Linked DNA regions of Gossypium raimondii: region 1 is linked to region 2. A link is a contact called in public Hi-C data. All regions are on one chromosome and are shown on one strand. Each heading gives the region's core, a stretch centred on a gene start, on an enhancer-like site or on the middle of the called end of the contact. The rest is flanking DNA. Distances are from core to core; before and after follow the strand shown.

What was found. A called contact is a pair of places that touch in the nucleus more often than the background predicts.
Region 1: a Hi-C map of leaf shows a contact between it and region 2, with 2.6 times the contacts expected there. The contact joins the enhancer-like site here to the promoter of LOC105780323 in region 2. A contact is called at or near these places in 2 of 2 Hi-C or Micro-C datasets (both in leaf).

What each region holds. Positions count from the first base shown.
Region 1 is chr4:10,240,603-10,247,647 of ASM2569854v1, reverse strand. No RefSeq gene overlaps it. Among protein-coding and RNA genes, the nearest start is that of LOC105779278, 8.4 kb to the left of the region's middle. Within about 2 kb of position 1,862, the one cell type or tissue checked has open chromatin away from gene starts, as enhancers often do. A contact at or near this core is called in leaf, where this site is marked.
Region 2 is chr4:10,166,265-10,172,657 of ASM2569854v1, reverse strand. LOC105780323 (protein OCTOPUS) reads left to right here and starts at 3,983. Exons shown (of 1, transcript XM_012604582.2): 1 at 3,983-6,346. The coding sequence starts at 4,158. The coding sequence ends at 6,173.

The DNA of each region.
Region 1 (7,045 bases), core at 613-3,112, 77 kb before region 2:
AGTAACTAGGGATTGATAAAAGGACTGCTTGTGTCAAGGTAGCCCTGCCAGCTAAAGAAAGTTGTTTGACATCCCAACTCTGCAATTTAGTACGAACCTTTTCCACTACGAACCTCAAAGTGCTATCAATGACCTTTTCATGCAACAAAGGGACGCCCAAATAGTATCCAAGATTCTATACTTTTTGAAAACCAAGCAAATTGCTTATTGATTCTGCTAGAAAAGTAAATATTCATTTTTTGAGCATTGATCCTATAACCAGAGAAAGCACAAAAGCGCTCAAAAATTTCTTTATGTAACCGGGTTTGCTTCATATTCGCCTTACTGAAAATAACCAGATCATATGCAAAGAAAATGTGTGATAAGCCTTGACCATTGCGAGATAACCGAACGAGGCTCCACTTGTTGGTAGAGATGGCAAAATTAATGTTTTGACCAAGTCATTCCATACACAACACGAAAAGATAAGGAGATAAAGGGCATCTTTGACGACTTAAATTTTTGAGTTGACACCCTATTCCAAAAAACTTGCATGGTGCAATTTGTGATAGTTGACATAATAACATTTTTTAGCATAACCGAGATACGTGCAGCTTGGAGAGAGGCATAAAAAAAAATCCTTAAAATTAACTTGAGTAGATCTTCAATATGAAATAAATAATAGAGCTCTTCTAGGAATAACTTTTTGGAAATTGAACCTTTTCAATTAAGGAAAACTTATCACATTAAAAGTTCTTGACTTGAATTCAACATGGTCCAATTCAATAAATTTTTGCAAAAAATCTCTAAGATATATATATAAAGTCCAAAATTTTCAATCAGAATGATGTCATCCGAACATGCAATTAGCGCTAACTCGATGAATGGTATGCAATTTCGTCTCTACATTTAAGAAAATGTGTAGGGAGTTCTTCGGCTTAAATGGGCGTTTTCACATTATGGGGTTTTCTTCAATATGAATGGATATTTTTGTGCAAACCAAATAAAATCAGAACTCGTTGATTTCACACTTTGATATTTTCTTGAGTGTTTTTAATATGGGAATTTACAAGATGAGGAAGATAACTGGGTAAATATTTTCTTTGAGTGTTTTAAATACAAGACTTGGCCCATTTGTTTGTCTCAGGCCCTAAGAGTTCAATTGAATTAAAGTAGAGACCACGGAAAGGTATCTCTAAATTAACAGGCTCAACTTCATTTCTTAAGCATAATATAAATGAGATAAGTTAGAATTAAAATTAATTTAACATAAAATATAATAGATTGAAATTAAGATATATTCATTTTAAAAAATAAAATATATTCAAACTTAAATTAGAATAAAATTTACATATAGACTTAAACCTATAATAATAATCACATCTAATTTGTGTTCGATGCAAAACTTCAATCTTCTAACACAATCAAAGCGGTTGGGCTCCTTTTCTTGAAGGAAAGAAAACGCCACACATTTTTTAATTTAAAATAATAAATATTTACCTAAAAATAAGTTGTAAAAATAATTATTCGATTGAATTGGGTTCTTCCAAAATAATCTCCTGCTCTCCCAAGTTTAGCATTAAAGGGAAAAAAGGGAGGGAATTTTTTTTGAAGAAAAAGCAAAAGCTCATCTTTGCCTTTTCCCTACCCCTTGGCCCTTGCCCACCTTTTAAAAGCATTTATTTTGTTCTGATGATTTTCATGCCTTACTAATATATAAAGAAACAACAAGAGGGGTGAAAAGCTCTTTTTCTTATTGTAAAATTCAGAGCATGTCAGCTCGCTTAGCTGTTTCTTATAAAAAAAAACCACTGCAGAGATCTGTTTGGAATATATCTGTAAATCCCTAAGAAGGTTTGCTTGCCTAGAAACTATCCTATATACTTGAGAGTCTTGAATGCCTGTCCCCTGGCCCTATGCTCTGCTCTGCTATGCTATGCTATGCCATGCCATGCTTTTTTGTCTTGCTTTACTAACCTAACATGCCAAACTCCCAATTCTTTCTTGGGATTCCTTCACTCTACATGTATAATTACTTACTTGTCGTTTCTTCTTTATTAAAGTAAATGAGTAGCCATATTTATCTGCACGTGGAATTTCAATGGGACTTGCCATGGCCTCCCTTATCATGTTTCACCTAATCGGTTTTTTTCTTTTAACTTTTATATTATACATTACTTTTTAAAATATGTTTTTTTAAGATTATCTTGACACCGAGGATCACTCTAAAATATAAAACTTCAATTTTGACCTTCTAAATTTTATAAAATTTTAATTCAATAAAAGATAAAATTATATTTATGCATATTAAAAATAATAAAATTTTGATTTAATCAATTAAAATAATAGACATTATAAATTAATAAAATTATAAAATTATATTTTAATTCTTATAAAATAAATAACTTAATTTTACAAGCAAAGTTCCCAACATTGCAATGAAATTATGTAGTAAGTAGCCTACCTTGACACAAAAAGAGTGTTAAGTTTTGAATAATTTCTATTTGACTTTAATCTAACCCTGATAAATGCAGTGTATATAACTTAATACCTATCCACGTCGAGGTCTTTAAGAATTTAAGTTTTCAATAATTAACCATAATAAATACTTTGTATGAATCTCGACATTTATTAATGTGGAGTTTAGGTATAAATTACTTTTTACTGTTAATTGAAATTGCCTGCTATAATTGTCCACTTCTTTAGAAAAAACACTCTCCATAACCTTTCTTTTCACCGTAAATTCAATCTTTGATATTCTAATATGGCTTTGATGAAGAAAGTGAACCGTATAGCTCTTGTAGCATTGATATGGTAAATTTTTTTATTAATTTATTACTTAAGCAAGTATTAATTTATTGGGTAAACTATCAAAATAGTAATTTTTGTTTGATTCAGATATTATTTTAATCACTTATGTTTGAAATATTACGTTTTAGTCACATTATCGTTTTGTTACAAATGGTCACTCTGCCGTTAAGATCTGTTACCTCCCAAACGACAATCTAACGTGATAGTTAAATGGGTTTTAAATGCCAACGTGAATGATCAGCTAAATAAATAAATAAATTTTTTAATTAAATAAATTTAATTAATTGAATTTCTAAATTAATTAAAGAAAAATATTAATTTGGTTTCTTGAAATAATCAAAACCAATGCATCAGATTAATCCTTAAACTGAAAAAAAAAAGAACCATTGGCCTCTTTTCTTTTAATTTTCGTTTCCATTTTGACTGAAAAAATCATCCATTTTCATAGTCATCTTTATTGAATTGAAACAATATAAATCAAATTGAGTGCTCTATCAATTGGTTGGATTTTTTTTTTCAAAATGGAGAAGCAAAAGATCAATTCAATGGAGGGTCCAAGCATGGATTACAATAAGTAATGGGTTTTTTGTTCTTTAAAAGGGTTTTGAGTTCAAATATTATGGTTTATTTTTGCAAAAAGGTGGTCCTCCTTTTCATGTTTTTCTGCATATATGACAGACAAAAAGGATATGCTTCATCTATATTTATTAGTGTATTGTGAGCAACCACAATAGCAAGCATGTATAGAGGTTCGTGCGTCTATTTCTTCTTCTTCTTCTTCTTCTTCTTCTTCTTCTTCTCTATTGTTCTGCTATTTTCTTCTCTGATGGTAAGAAAAAAAAACCCCACTGTTGCTTCTTTTTAAACTGGAGAAAATAGCGAGTTTTTTAAGGTGGCTGAAATACCTCCTATTCCATTGTAATCGCCATTGCTCATGGCATTGGTGGAAATGTGGAGACTAGAGACTCTTGCCTTCCACTTTCCCTACAAAAAAAATGACAATAACTTTGGAATATGTAGCCCTAATCATAGATCTTCCAATCAAATGAGACATTGTCACCAAGGTTGTTGAATTCTAGCTTTAGCCAAAGAAGAGAAGGTTATTCGACCGTCATCTCAACAACAAGAAAAATTTAAAGAGTGGTCGAGTAAAATTGACTTGGTTGTATAGATTGGTTGAACAAACACCAATGGAAGATGCCAGCAATAAAAAAGTTCGAGTAGTATGTTAGAGCATACATATTGAATGTCATCGATGGATTTTTTATGAAAGGTAAGTTCGAATATCTCTACCGCTTAAAGATCTATCATTGTTGGAAGAGATTACTCGTGGCCGTACATATAACTAAAGGTTCACAGTGTTGACATTCTTATGTTGGGCTCTTAACAATACGACTAATAAAAAAATACATCAATTAAATGATTGTTGCCATTTATAAGGTTGATCCATTCTCTTTCATTATCTTTGCTGTTGGTGAGAAGGTAAAAATATATTTAACTTCTAGAATAAATTTTGAGTTATAAGTTTTTACAATATGTCTAATAAATTAGTTAACATATTTGTATATTTAAGACCAATCTAGATCACATAACGTATTATTGAGAATTTACATAGATCTGAATTTTCATTGACAGATATAAAACTCAAGAGGTTAGTTAACTTAATTGAATTGATTGTTATCACCATTTAATGTTTTGTTAACTTAAAATACTTTTTTTTTGTAGTTTACAATGGACACCTTACTAAGTTGACAACATTTAGGTCATACTCTTAAGGGGCATAACTAAAGAGTTGCAAATATTGGGTAACGTGTACATGGGCATTATATACTTCTACATCATTGAATAGAAACACATTGATTGGATATTGCACCAATTCAGCATGTATTAATCTATCCTAAGGGAGTTGAATGACCTAAAGAAATTTTAGAATGATGACATGATGGGTTGGCCTAAAAGGGAATAGGGGTCATGAACAAAAAAATTGGATCGAACTTTGGTAAAAACGTTAAGAATTTTTCTTCACAACATATCCAACACCATTAGTTGGACAAGGATCCACAGTATATACATTTGTTTAAGGCCAACAAATTAGAATTTTTTTATCCCAACAAAGAGTATTCAGTTATCTTAAGGGAAACAACATTGAGTAGCCATCGAATTCAAAATTAGTCAGCCCGAGCATAAGCAACTGCAATATTCAATGATGAACGCAATACAAAACCAACCCATCTCAAGCCCGAGGCTGGCTATAGTCATCACAATCAACAGTGACCATCCCAAGTTGGTAAGGGATAGTTTGTTGTTGATGAGCCTACCAACCTTATGGTTCACAGCTCACAACCTCTTTAGGCATTCCTTTTCAGAGTTTTGCCACAGAGGCAACCTTTTAAGAGGTTCGCCATAAAGGCGTTCCTTTTAACAGAAACTGCCACGAAGGCTTTTCTTTCCCAAAGTTTTGCCACAGAGGCATTCCTTAACATTCAATGCTCACCACAAAGGCTTTCCTGTCCAGAGTTTTGCCACAAAGGCTTTTCTTTTCATATAGTACTTACCATAAAGGCTTTCTTGTCCAAAATTTTGCCACAAAATCTTTCCTTTTCATATAGTTCTTACCACAAAGGCTTTCCTGTCCAAAATTTTGCCACAAAGGGGTTCCTCTCACAGAGATAGCCACAAAAGCTTCCTTGTTAGTGTTTTAGACAGTAGGAATTCGTCTAGACTTACATTTTGTGAGGTTTGCTCCTCATTATCCCGGGACACATAGAGAATTACACTTGGTAATAACCGTCCTTTAAGTTTTCCATATGATGCCATAGCCCAGCTATGGTCTTACATGATATGGTCATTTCACAGAGGTGCCATGGCCATGCACTTATCCTTTTAGAGTTTCGTGTTTTTAGTCCCGACGAACCCTTTTAGATGAATCCGCGGAGACAGACACAAACACATTATACATTGACTCATTCGCACCAGACTTATTCATGCTTCCAGACACATATACACATGCGTATCATTCAAATTCATATTTTAGACCCAGATCATCAGATTTCATGCAATACTTGCTCTCTTGTCCACACTTCTTACATTACCCATCAGAATCATCACATTTTACTTTCTTTGCTTCAGTTTCATAGTTTTTACATTTTATAGAAGTTTCTAAAACATACTTTATACATACAAGAGTCGATTTAGGGAATCACCGATAACCTTGAAGGCAATTGAAACTTCAGATCTAGCCTTTCCTTGTGAAATCAATAGTTTGGGCACCAGATTCATCATGCAACCAGATGCTACAACCTCCTCTACTCTCAATGAATAGAGACATTTTGTTAGAACCCATTCACGTAACCTTTATCACCACTTTAAACCCTAACACATCACTAAGCCTTATTTCTTCAAGTACACTAACATATATGTGTTCCTTTAACAAGTATAACTGGGGAATGTACCTTAATGGGAGGGAAATTACTAGTACAAATCAAGGTTTCAAACTTGTCTTCAGGAGGCATTTCTATCTGCCTTTAGCCCTAGTTCTTAAGAAGAAAGATAACCCCCCTTAACTTAACCCGAGTGTCCTTTTAACTTAACCAAAGTCTCTATGGGAACTTGGTAAATGTCACATCAATATTGAGTTGTCCTATCCAAAATCTGCTACTTCTAAGAAACTTATCCGATTTTTTTTAGCCTTTAACTCTTCTAGTTCACATTTGGTTAGTTTCCAACTGACTTACCTTACAAATTAACTGGTACATGACCACATAGGTTATAGAGCGAAGCATGCCTCTGGTGTGGATTGATACCTCATAACCATTCTTTGGGTAACCACCACTTTTGGACGAACTCTACTTCGCCAATCGCTCTTCTTCATGACTATGCACTATATTCATGTATATATGTATATACAATCTTACCATTATTCCTTGATTCAACATACTTACCTTTCTTCGAAGTTAGCCATAAGCTTCGTTCTTTTAAAATCCACTAGGCCAAGACCTCATTGGTGCACTTAAAAAGTAACTTACACTTAATCAAATCCTAACATTGGACACTTAAAACTAATTCTTAAACCTTATTCTTATAAACAATATTTTTAACTTTGAGGGCTTTACCTAGGGGTGTACCCATAAATATTAGTTTCTTAAATAAATCTAAATCTTACTTATTCGAAACTTATTCTGGAATTCTTACTTTCAAAACAACACCCGAACACTAGGGCTTCGCTGAGTGAGATGTTACATGGCATGTTTATATT
Region 2 (6,393 bases), core at 2,734-5,233:
CTGCATCTTTACCTGCCACAACGTGAATCTAATGTTGTGATCCAACAGTGGAATACCAGACTTCAATGTCACCATTACCATGATCGATACAAGCAACTTGGCTTTGATACCACCTTGCTATAATCAACGTCGATAATAGAAGTAGGAATGATTGCAAAGAAATAAGAAAAAAAATAAGCACACATAAATTTTATATGAAAAACCCTTATCGGGAAAAATCACAAGCAAATGAGAAGAAATTCACTATGTTGAAAAACACACAATATAGAGGAGTTCGACTCCATCTCTTTAAAGGTTAAACAATCTTGTTATAATCAATTTCTAATAGAAGAAGTATAGTCCTATATGAATTTAAAAAGTCCAAAGGTTATTTCTTTAACCAGCAACGGGATTTGAGTCATACATCTCTAACACAATCAATATGTGTACTTAACTTCAAATGGTCATTTAGGGTGTCAAGAACATGTTTTAAATCCAAAGTTCTTTTCATTTTCCTAGAAGCTCTTCAAGCATCCAATAATGGTGTCATGAACCTCTTTTGTCAAAATCTTAATCTAGCTTCATCCATAGCTTACCTACACCACTTTGAACTTAGTTCTACCAAAACAATGTCTAAAACCATTAAACATACTTGACCAAGCTTTATCTCTCTAGATTTTCTAAGTTTTCAACCATGGCCATCCTTACATTTTATTTTTAAATTCAACAATTAAATGAATGGGTTCACTCACAATTATCATCTCAAGTTGTTAATCAACTAAAATTCAATGGGAGCTTACCAAATTTTTGAAGAACTACCCACGGCACCAAGGAACTCTCATGAAAGTTTTCTTCTCCAATTTTACTAAGGAGCAACATTCATAAGGGTAGGAAACATGAATAACTTCTCTTTTTTATTTTTTTAATCCATTAATAAAGTAATGATAATTAATAGATAATTATCATTTTCAATGGACATGATCTCTTGTTAATTGACATAGTGGAAATCCATGGTTAATATCATTACTCTCCACTAACTTAACAATAATAATGGCTTTATTTCATACAAGGCCTTGGTTTATTTATTTTTTAAGCCATAATTTATTACTTCTCAAGTTCTCCACCATTAATTTCATCATTTCCTATCCTCACACATTTGACATGTCCGTTCTCTTTTCCTTGAAACTTAGTCCTTAAGTTATTTACTATTATTATTTCAATTCAATTTTGATGTCTTTCTCAATGTCGTAATTAATTAATTAATAAGTAATCCACATTTAACCACACTCGTACATGGAATTTTTTTAACTCGATCATTAGCACGATACAAATTCCATCATCAAAAATTTTGGATGCTATAAGATCGACCTCTACATTTGCAAATTCAGGACCTTCATCAAGTTTAACATGTTTAAGAGCCACAACATCTTAAGTAGCAATGACTAGCCCTCATCTGTTTTCGTGATAAGGTCGAGCTCAATCTCGACCATAGTTCCACCTTTAACAAGTTGATGCCTCAATCTTTTTCATGATGAAGTTGCAAATTTCTCCTTCCTTTGGCTTGGCCTTCTTCAATAGGTTTGCCCTATGCTTCCATGTCCCTCTTCTGATGTTGCAAAATTGGATGTTGAATCTAATGTGTAGGAGCCTTTTCCATCTAATACAGATATGGTTTGCCATTGGTCCTAAACCGTTTATCATAAATTGTGAAAGCTGCAAATCATTATCCTTAATCAATACAACTTGTGGGCTATGCTAAAGATGATTGGTGCAATATGTGATGTGCATGGCATGTTTAATAGCCCCAAATTCTCCACCATTGTATGCAAACCTATAACATGATACTTTTCAATGTTCTTTAGATTTGTCAAAATTTCTTGGACAACTCAAACTATCATAAACCCAATCAAATTAATGCCACTTGATACAAGAGAAGCATATAAATGATGTGCACATGTTAAAAACATTATTATGCACACTTGCTTCAACTAGTAGTATGATAGTAATCTCTTCCACCTAGTATGATATCTACACAAATTGTAAAACTAATAAAAGTGATGCATTTAAATTCAATTATGAGGTAATATTGATTATAGTAAATAAATATCATTATAACACATATATTACTAAAATGTTTGATTCAATATCAATAGATAATCGTATTGCTACAATATTGTTCTTCTAGTAAGGTGTATGGTCACGATAGTCGGACACCTACTAAAATATGAAATGATAGTACTTAATCATTTAGAATATAATTAATTTATAACATATGTCACGAATTTTATGTTCTAACAAGAGAGAAACTAAGATTTTGAAAGGCATAGAAGCGCAATCCATGATATTCGACATCTAACATGATTATAAAATCATAAAAGAGTCATTTTCTTCATTGTTCCCTATTTTACATGCTTTACATAATGCCTTATATATAGGCATGTCAAAACAACAGACCCTCAACTGTACGTATTCGCCATTTTAAAATTATATAATAATGGGAGATACATGGTATGAACTAAGTTTTCAGATTATTCTGACATCAGCACACCTCTAATTAAGTGAAGAATGTAAGTTCTAGCATGATGTTCAATATCTTCAAGTGTTGGATTCATTGGGAGATGCTTAAATAATCTATTTCACCATGTGACCTTAACTCGAAGTCTAAAGAAATCAGACTTATGGTTAGTAATGTCACATCTTCTAGTGTTATTGTTACTTCTTGTATAGGAGATAAAATGTATGAGTCTCTGGTCTCTATTAGTCAATCAGAGGGAGATGAATGTCGAAATGGACATAACTTTCCCAAGGCTATCATGATTGAAATCAATGGCTCTTAAGTGACGAATGATTCTACTGTCAAGTGGATTTACTCCCATATTACTATGACAATGAACCATTAGAGAATCCTCCATTGTTGTAAAATTTTGAGTGACATATCATGGTATGATTGAAAACATCTATTTAGAAAATCTTAAGTATGTATCATAGTATAAAATGTATAAGAGGAATATTTTGGGTTTTCTAAAAACAACTAACGAGTTGGATGGAATATTTATAGGTTTTAAGGTTAGGTTCATTTAGAAGTTTTTTTTAAAGAGGTGGTGAAGTGTATTCAAAGTTTCATTTCTCTTTTCAGATACTCGGATATAAATTACTATTTACATATATAAATTACTATTAACGAGTTGAAGACCTTGACACCTACGGATGTCAAGTCCTATTCAAATGATATCCACATCCTTACAAAATTACATTATATTATTATAGTTTAAAACTTAAATAATTTACAGTGAACTTCATATTTATCAGTGTTTGAGGTACTTTTAATCAGTTCATAGTGATTGTCTTGATTCTAATGGGATGTAAAAAACTTGATGGCACATTACATATTACAAAGCTCGAACCCTAAAAACACATTTTGAGAATTAACTTTTGAAGAAACCTATTTTAAGTTTTAATTAGGGATAAGGCAACATTTAGTCATTAAACTTAGCAACTTTTCTCACCTTAATCCATGGATTAATTTTGGTCCACATTAGTTTTTAACTTGGCAACTTTCCCAATTTGGTCCCTAAAGTTGGATTCAATTAAGGCATGTCAACGTGACACTTTGAGATTATTTCACGTCGCTACTTGGATTTTTTTATTTTTTAATTATATATATTTTAAATTTTTAAGTGATGACATTGTACAATCTAAGAGTGTCATGTCGTCATATCTCAACAAAATCCAAGTTTAGGGATCAAATTGAAAAAAGTTACCAAGTTCTGGGACAATGTGGACCAAAAATAGTTTAAGGACCAAGTTGTAAGAATAGTAAAATTTAGGGACTAAAATTTTCTTTATCCCTTTTAATTAATTATTTTACAATATTTAAGTGAAAACCCCTAATTAAAGTATATGAGTCATGGGTCAGTCGCCGAGATTTTCTTTTATTTATTTATGTCTTTTTCTTTTTACTATTTATCTTTATTTTCTATTTTTTTTCCCGTTACTACCATCATTCTGTTTTCTCTTTCTTTCTTCTCACTGTCTGTTGGAGCTAAGGCCCAATCCCAGAGGGAAAGGGGGAAACCAAATTAAACAAAAACTAATTTCTCTTACATTTTATTTTTTATTTTTATATTTTATTAATTTTCTCTGACTGAAGCTACTAATATGAGAAGAGCGCTCCTCTCATGCCACTACCGGTTATGAATCCCAACGTGGAGCCACCACTTCCTGGGTTAGCACCGCCGCCACAACCGTCTCAGCCTCACCGTCCTTCTACCTCCTGTGACCGCCATCCTCAAGAACATTTTACTGGCTTTTGCCCCTCATGCCTCTACGAACGTCTCGCTGTTCTCGAGCCTTCTTCTTCTTCTGCTTCTTCTTCTTCTCGGAAACCTCCCATCGCCGCCAGTACTTCAACCGCCACCGCTGCACTTAAAGCCATTTTCAAGCCTTCCGGAGGAGGTGGTACACAATCCGGGTTTTTTCCCGAGCTCCGGCGAACAAAGTCCTTTTCGGCCTCGAAAAACGAGGGTTTCTCTGGTGTTTTTGAGCCCCAGAGAAAATCTTGTGACGTTAGGGCTCGAAACACCCTTTGGTCACTCTTTCATCAAGAAGCAACTGCAAACGGGAGGTCTTCTGAAGTTGCTGAAGCTGAAGCTCGAAATTTGGCTTCTTCGACTGTTGGTCAAGGTCCTGTTTTTGAAAGTAAAGAAGAAGACCAAACTGAGACTGAAACCGATCACAATGACGACATAGTGATCGTAGAAGAACAACCGCCCAATGTGGCTGCTCCTGCTACGAATTTGATAGAAGAGAAAGTTGAAGAAATTGTGGAAGAATACGAAAAGGAACTGTGCCAAGAAGAGGAGCTGAAGCCCATGAAGGATCATATAGATCTTGATTCGCAAACAAAGAACGCTTCTGGACGAGATCTCAAAGAGATTGCTGGGAGTTTCTGGTCGGCTGCTTCAGTCTTCAGCAAGAAATTACAAAAATGGAGGCAAAAACAAAAACTTAAAAAGAGGGGAAATGGATGTGGGTCAGCGAGATTGCCAGTGGAGAAGCCCATAGGGAGACAATACAGAGAAACCCAGTCAGAAATTGCGGATTATGGGTTCGGGAGAAGGTCTTGTGATACAGACCCAAGGTTTTCCCTTGATGCTGGGAGGATGTCATTTGATGCACCAAGGATGTCTTTTGATGCAGCAAGAATGTCATGTGATGATCCCAGATATTCTTTTGATGAACCAAGAGCTTCCTGCGATGGATATCTGATGGGGAGAATGTTCCCAAGAATGCCCACAATGGTTTCCGTTGCGGAAGATGCTCCAGTTCATCATGTTATGAGGTCTGATACTCAGATCCCTGTGGAGGACCCGACGGCTATGAATTATGTTACTGAGGAGGATGAATCGCTTCCTGGAGGGTCAGCTCAAACAAGGGATTATTATTCTGATTCTAGGAGAAGAAAAAGCCTTGACAGGTCCAGTTCTAGTAGGAAGACTGCTGCAGCTATAGTGGCTGAAATGGAAGAAATGAGGTCGGCTTCTAGTACAAAGGTTTCCCCTGCAGCTGTTGATTACACCCATGGACCTAAACCTGTCATGCCTGATAGGGATTCCAGGGATTCAAATTCTTTGAGGGATGATTATTCTGACACTTTTGAGATTGGCTTCAAAGATAATGCATCTGTGATTGGGAATGGGGAACAGAAAGAGTCATCTAAGAAGTCGCGGAGGTGGAGTAAAGCTTGGAACATTTGGGGCTTTATTAACAGGAAGAGTGTTAACAAAGATGAGGATGAAGATAGGTATTCTAGAGCTAACGGTGTGGAGAGGTCATATTCAGAATCTTGGCCTGAGTTGAGAGGGGAAAGGAATGGAGATGTGAGAGGAGGTTTTAATCCAAAGGTAATGAGGAGCAATAGCAGCGTAAGCTGGAGGAATTCTAGCAGTTTCGGTGCAGGATCATTTAGTGGTGCAAGGAAGAACTATGTTGAGTCAAATGGGCATAGCAAGAAGAAAAAAGATGATTTTGTGTTGGAAAGGAACAGGAGTGCAAGATATTCACCAAATCACTTTGATAATGGACTGTTAAGGTTCTACATGGCACCGATGAGCGCCAGCCGGAGAGTTGGGTCAGGCAAAACCAGGGCAAGCAATGCACATTCTATTGCAAGGACCTTACTAAGGTTGTACTGAATTTTAGATTCATAAGTTGTTTTTCTTTGGTTTAATGTTAATTTTGCTGCACTTGTTATGTAACCAAACATGCCTCTGTATTTTGGTGGTTGGTTAGATTAAAACAAAAGCATTTCTTGAACATTTTTTGCCTTCACTGTTGAAATAACAATATGTTTTCTTGTTTCTAGTCACATTTTCTTCACATTTTGAGTCTTCCCTTTCTTCTGTTCTGTTTTTA